2 separate regions of the Mus musculus genome follow, and region 1 is linked to region 2. The links are chromatin contacts, called in public Hi-C maps. All regions are on one chromosome and are shown on one strand. The core of a region is the stretch at or near the end of the contact, and the rest is flanking DNA. Distances in the headings are between cores, read along the strand shown. Region 1 overlaps Fndc3b (fibronectin type III domain containing 3B). Region 2 overlaps Fndc3b (fibronectin type III domain containing 3B).

Region 1 (2,771 bases), core at 92-2,591, 120 kb before region 2:
CCCACAAAAGATGTTAAACTGAGAGAAAGATATTCCTTGGTATCAAGAAAAGAGACTAAGTTGATTTTTCAGTCTCTCATCTAGATTTAATTAGACTTCAAAATCACAAACTGCTGTGTGTCTTTTTTAATTTGGTGTTTGCATAATCATTTTATATGTTTGTGTTTGTCTAAACAAAAAAGGAATTGTTTTGGATTGTTTCTACATCCCAGTTGCAGAAATATGACTGGTTTGTTTAGGCATTATCATCTTTGAACACATGTAGAAGCCCATATTCTATGGCACCCAAGCCCAGCATTGCCTTCCTTTACTGCTGTCCACCTTGTTTCTTGAGGTAGAGTCTCACTAAAGCAGAGAGCAAGAGGAATATGCCCCTGCCTGTGTCCTCCACCAACCTGCTCTGGAGTTAGACAAGTACTGCCAAGCCCAACTCCTCCTCCTCCTCCTCCTCCTCGTCCTCGTCCTCATCCTCGTCCTCGTCCTCCTCCTCCTCCTTCTCCTCCTCCTCCTCCTCCAGAAGTATATACATATTGACATGTAGCCACATTTACACTTAGTGGGCGTGCTGTGTGAGGGGGCATGTTTGTCAGTGTTACGGGTTGTATCTATTATGTTTTACCTAGCCTCTTTGTAAAATCTGTCTTTTACGTTATAAAGCTTCTAGAGACTTCCATCGCTCATCTTTGCATTTGCTGGTCTAGCACATATTGGTTGCCACAGATGGGTTCGATTTGGACTTTAATGAGGCAGCTTCATGAATACGGGATTGTCCTTCATTCAGAGTGTCTGAACAGGGTGGCTGACTTGTTGCTTGTCATGAATCCGTCCTGTGAGGTGTCACCTGGCATCTGACATGGCTTCTTTGTATACAGTATTTACTGTGTGAGTTCAGAAGAAAGAAGAAAGACCCGCACTGACCACTGTTCTGCGTCAGCCCCTTAGGTCAAGTTTTCCACCCTGACTCATGCCTATCAGGGCTGCTGAGATTGGTCGGTTGGGTTTGTAGAATTTCCTCTGTCGGGCTCGGGAGCCAGAAAGCCACGATGAAGTTTGATTTGGCTTGTGGCAGCCTTTTCCAAATACAAATTTGGAAGTAGTACAGTGAGTGCTCTGAGGGGAAAAAGAGGGGGGATTACTGTAACTACAGCTATTTGGGGAACATTTAGAAACGGGGAGACAGAACCAAGGTGTTTGGTGTCTCCCCTTAAGCTCTTGTTGCTGTAATGTTCAGAGGCTGCCTTCCTCTAGGCTGGAGAAAAGCCACAGAGGCAGCCTCTGTCTTAGGCTGCGGGCTGCCCTGCTCCAGACAGCCTTGAATGTGACCTGGCAGCCAATGCTGCTTCCTGCTGACGTGGCCTCCTGCCACTGAGCAGAACAGAGCACCTCAGTGTGCTGAGCGGGGAGCCAGGAAGGTGGGCGTCTCCAGCCAGAGAAGGAGCAAACAGGGAGGGAGAGTGCCTAACTGTTCAGGTTTCCCTGTAGATAGACTTGAAAGACACCTTTCTTATAGGAAGGGAGGAGGAGGGAGACTCTGGGGAGGGTGATGACTGCCCCAAGAATCTGTGATTTGTTTGCCTCTAGGGAGGGGTGCTTATCAGTAGGCACAAACTTCTGGGGTGGGGTGATACCCCGTCTGCCCTGAGAGATGTTGGAGAAAGCTGGACTGCATGCTGTAGGCTTCCCAGGCCACACACTTGCTGGGGGAGTCTATCTGAGCGCTCAGACATCCTCTGCAGTGTGCAGAAAGATTGGGGGTGGGGGTGGGGAGGCTGGACACAGTAGAGATACTACAAAGTTAACAAGTGGAGTGTAAGTCTCTGTGAAAGAAGCCCGGTCAGAACTCAAGCCCAGGATTCAGAAGCTGCAGGCGCCACTCACTTGGAAGACTCAGAAGTTGTGCAGGCTCAGGTCGCCCTGGTGTGCGGTTTCCACCCACGGCAGCAGCTACCAATTAGATACTTCTTATGTCCTTACATTTCAGCTGGCCTTCAGTACCAGCATGTTTATTTGAACAAATCCAGAGACAATTCCTTGGTGTCCTCTGCTTTAAGAGAGTTAATGTGGACTGTTTCTTTCGTTGTTCTCACTCTGATGCCCACGGAAGGTTGAGTGTGAAGGCTGGCCTCTCTGAGCTTAACCTGCTTCTCTTGCTCCTGTGGTGACCCGTGGCATTTCTCTCCTGACAGCCCTGGGCTCACAGGCTACAGTACTGAGAAACCACTGATGTGAGCCACCTTTTTCATCTTGTGGGTGAAACTGTCGCCTCGGGCAGGGCCATATTCTACAGTAGTGGCTTTTGTGGAACCTCAGACTGAAAGCTCTATAGCTTTTTCTGGCACAGTTTTGAGGCGGCATTGTGGTGGCAGGCTAGAGAGAACCATTCAGGTGTTTTCAGGAGTTCAGTTGATGTGGCAGGAATATCAGAGATGAAGAGATCAGGGAGATAGCCCTGCCATTAGAATGCTAGCTTTGCAAATGGGAGGACAAGGGCCTAGGCTCAGTACTCCTGGGAAAGGCCGCCCAGTAGAGTGCATGTAATTCTAGCAGTGGGCCATGAGGTAGAACACAGGCGGGCAGGGTGTCATTCCCGAAGACTGCTGGCTGGCCAGGCTTGCTGGTACAGTGAGCTCCAGGTTCAGGGAGAGATCCTGCCTTAAAAATGAGATAGAATATAATATTGAGGGACAACCTGCTGTCAGCTTCTGGCCTCCACATGCATATGCACACACCAACATAAGACACTCACACACACACACATTGAAGGGGAAGGG
Region 2 (2,788 bases), core at 103-2,602:
ATGGCTCCAGCTTGTGCTAAGTTGACAAGGAACATCACTAAGACAATAGCCCAGGCACCTTCAAACTCAGATTGCCCCGAGACAGAATCAGAGGCATGCACTGCTGTGCTCAGGATCTCATTGTCCCCCTTTGTGGTGATCTTAGTCTCATCCTAAAATGTGTAAGTGGCTCTTGTATTTAAAGACACCAGGTCCCTTTCCAACAGCACACATGTATCCTGGTCTAAGTACAACCATTAAGACTTCAGCTGGGGAATTCTAATATAATAAAATGTAAGCTAGAGCCTGACCCTGTCTAGAACAAAGTACGGTTCATTTGAGTCTATCCTGACACAGCAGTGATCTTGCTGGATCACTGCCATGCCCGTTTGGCCCTTCACATCCCTCCTCAACTGTGTGCACAGGGCAGGCAGCCTTTGCTCTGCCCGGCTGGGCTGGGCAGGAGCATCGTCACAATCAGTATCATTCATTTGCCTCACGCTATGATGTCCTCCCCAGGGCAGGTGACACAAATACAGGACGCATTCTCCTGTTGCCTTTTGGTTTTGTTTTTTGTTTTTTGACCCTACAGTCAGGCACATGTGGATGCTGAGCCAAGTGCTTCAGAGTGCAGAGAGAAAAGCATTAATCTTGGTGCTGCGTCTGGACATTAAGTAGGCGTGTACATGCACTGTGTGGGAACCCTGGCTTTGTTGAATTGGAGAGAGATGCATTTGGCAGTAGCCAGCAGGTTTCTAGGGTAGAGCACCTGTATTTTTAGCTCAGTGTACACCATGCCTGAGCAGTTCTGAGGTGTCTTTCACCTATCGCCTTGTTCCTCTGTACGTTCTCTGCAGCCTATGCGCTCCGGTCAGTACGCAATGTCACGTTTCACTCACACCCACTCACACCCACTACTGTACTACTTAAGCCTTCCTAGACGGCCAAGTCAAGCTTGTTGGTTTTTAGAATGTATGTATGGAAGCTATTCAGGGACTGAAGGTCACTTTCTTATGTAGAACATTCTTCTCCAGTCAGCAGAGTTACCTCCATTGCAGTGGGACTGAGAGGGACTCACTGAACGGAATACCTAATGAGATGGTTGTCCCTGTAGTTGCCCAGGGCTAGGTCAGGGCAAGGCCACAGAGTGCTCTTGGGTAAGGCGCTTGGCTCAGCCGTGAAGCCTGTGGATGAGGCAGAGATCAGAAGCTTGTTTTCGGGTCTCAGGTGTCGATGCTCACCCTGTCTGTCTGTTTCCTTTGCAGGGTATATGCCGTGTACAATTCTGTCAAGGGATCCTGCTCCGAGCCAGTCAGCTTCACCACCCATAGCTGCGCACCAGAATGTCCCTTCCCTCCCAAGCTGGCACACAGGAGCAAAAGTTCACTTACCCTGCAGTGGAAGGTGGGTAGTTCAAAGTGCCAAAAATAATGTTCACGGCAGGCAGTGGCCCTTTCAAATATTCCGTTTTGCAATGGGGTGTGGCTTCCTGTGTAATCACTGTGTGAACCTGGTTAGGATGCATCAGAAGTTGCCATACAAGCCAAGCGGAAAAGGTAGAAGGAAGGGTCTGCCAGGTCCGGAGTGGGCACCTTCTCAGGACCTTGGTAAATGTATCTCCTGATGTATCACAAGTGATAGAAATACTTAAAACACCTCCATTTTCTACTACTTTAGTGCATTTTTACAAATTTTGTAAACTTCAGAATGCAGTTTGAAGCTTTAGAGATAAAGTAGGATTGAGTTCTTTTGCATTCGTCCTAAGCTGAAATATAGTTAAAGCGTCCCAGAATATATTGTGTCCTATACTCTATTAAGGTTTCATTAATTTTCACTAATTAGTCATTAGCTCAATCAGGATTCCTATTTTTAACAGCCTGAACTCTATGTAGTGCTTCAGTATACTGTCTAAAAATAACCATCGTCTAGCGTGGTCCTAGGGTGGGCTCTGCCTTTAACCTGTTATTCACCGGTTGCTGTTCTCACGGAAATAGATGCTCATTATCACCCTTTACAACCCTTATTATTTCTGTGTCTTGATATCTTAAAATGTAGTTAGAGCGCGTCAGATAGATAGATGGAGGTGCCGGAGGCTTATGGTTCCGGAGTGTGGAGGGGTGAGGGGGCTTGGGAGAGAGGAGCAGCGTAGCCAGGCTTCTCCGCACCCTGCTGGGTGGCCGTGTGCTCAGAGTCAGTGGCTGACATTGACTGTGTTAGTGGGGCAGAGGAAAAAGGTTGAACCGGCTTAGAATCTGAACTTTTTTATTTTCCTTCCCGGCTGCCAGGGATAACACAGGTCAGTGACCTTTTCAGAGTTTTAGCACCCGACTGGTCATCACCGTTGCTCAGTGCCTCAGCAAATGTGCATCCATTTAAAAAGACGCTCACCGACGCTAATATAAACCTAGCTTCTCCAAAGGGAAGAACTAAAATCTATTGCTTTTGATAAAATACAAGAAATCGGAAGATTACCAGAGGGACCCCGGGGTCTTACAAACTTAAAGTTGGGAATCACTGAAATGTCTATGCTCTCTGCTTGGGTGGCATTCGGGTCTCAGGGGGACCAGCAGCTTCCAGAGAGGTCACTCGGAAACAGAGATACCTTCTTGTTCCATTCAGTTGTCTGAAAACATAACTATGCTCCTGGATTCAGCCCAACTTCTATTTAAATGTACTCCCAGGGAACTGTGTAAAGGCATGCGCACCAGAGACTGTCTCTGGCAGCTGTCTGTTCTGGGCTCCACAGAAAACTGAGAGCCAGAGAACGTCTGGGGTCCTGTGAGTCAGCAATGACATGGGAGAAGACCAT

What was found. A called contact is a pair of places that touch in the nucleus more often than the background predicts.
Region 1: a contact with region 2 is called in a Hi-C map of liver, with 2.8 times the contacts expected there. The contact joins two enhancer-like sites. A contact is called at or near these places in 4 of 484 Hi-C or Micro-C datasets (cerebellar granule neurons, liver and nephron progenitors) and 2 of 115 datasets of contacts at active chromatin or transcription factors (embryonic stem cells and extraembryonic endoderm stem cells).

What each region holds. Positions count from the first base shown.
Region 1 is chr3:27,606,186-27,608,956 of GRCm38.p6, reverse strand. All of the region lies in intron 3 of Fndc3b (fibronectin type III domain containing 3B), which reads left to right. Among named protein-coding and RNA genes, the nearest start is that of Mir3092, 23 kb to the right of the region's middle. Within about 2 kb of position 1,341, at least 221 of the 459 cell types and tissues checked have an H3K27ac peak or open chromatin away from gene starts, as enhancers often do. A contact at or near this core is called in liver, where this site is marked.
Region 2 is chr3:27,489,620-27,492,407 of GRCm38.p6, reverse strand. Fndc3b (fibronectin type III domain containing 3B) reads left to right here. Exons shown (of 26, transcript NM_173182.3): 10 at 1,245-1,383. Among named protein-coding and RNA genes, the nearest start is that of Gm32738, 8.5 kb to the right of the region's middle. Within about 2 kb of position 1,352, at least 15 of the 459 cell types and tissues checked have an H3K27ac peak or open chromatin away from gene starts, as enhancers often do. A contact at or near this core is called in liver, where this site is marked.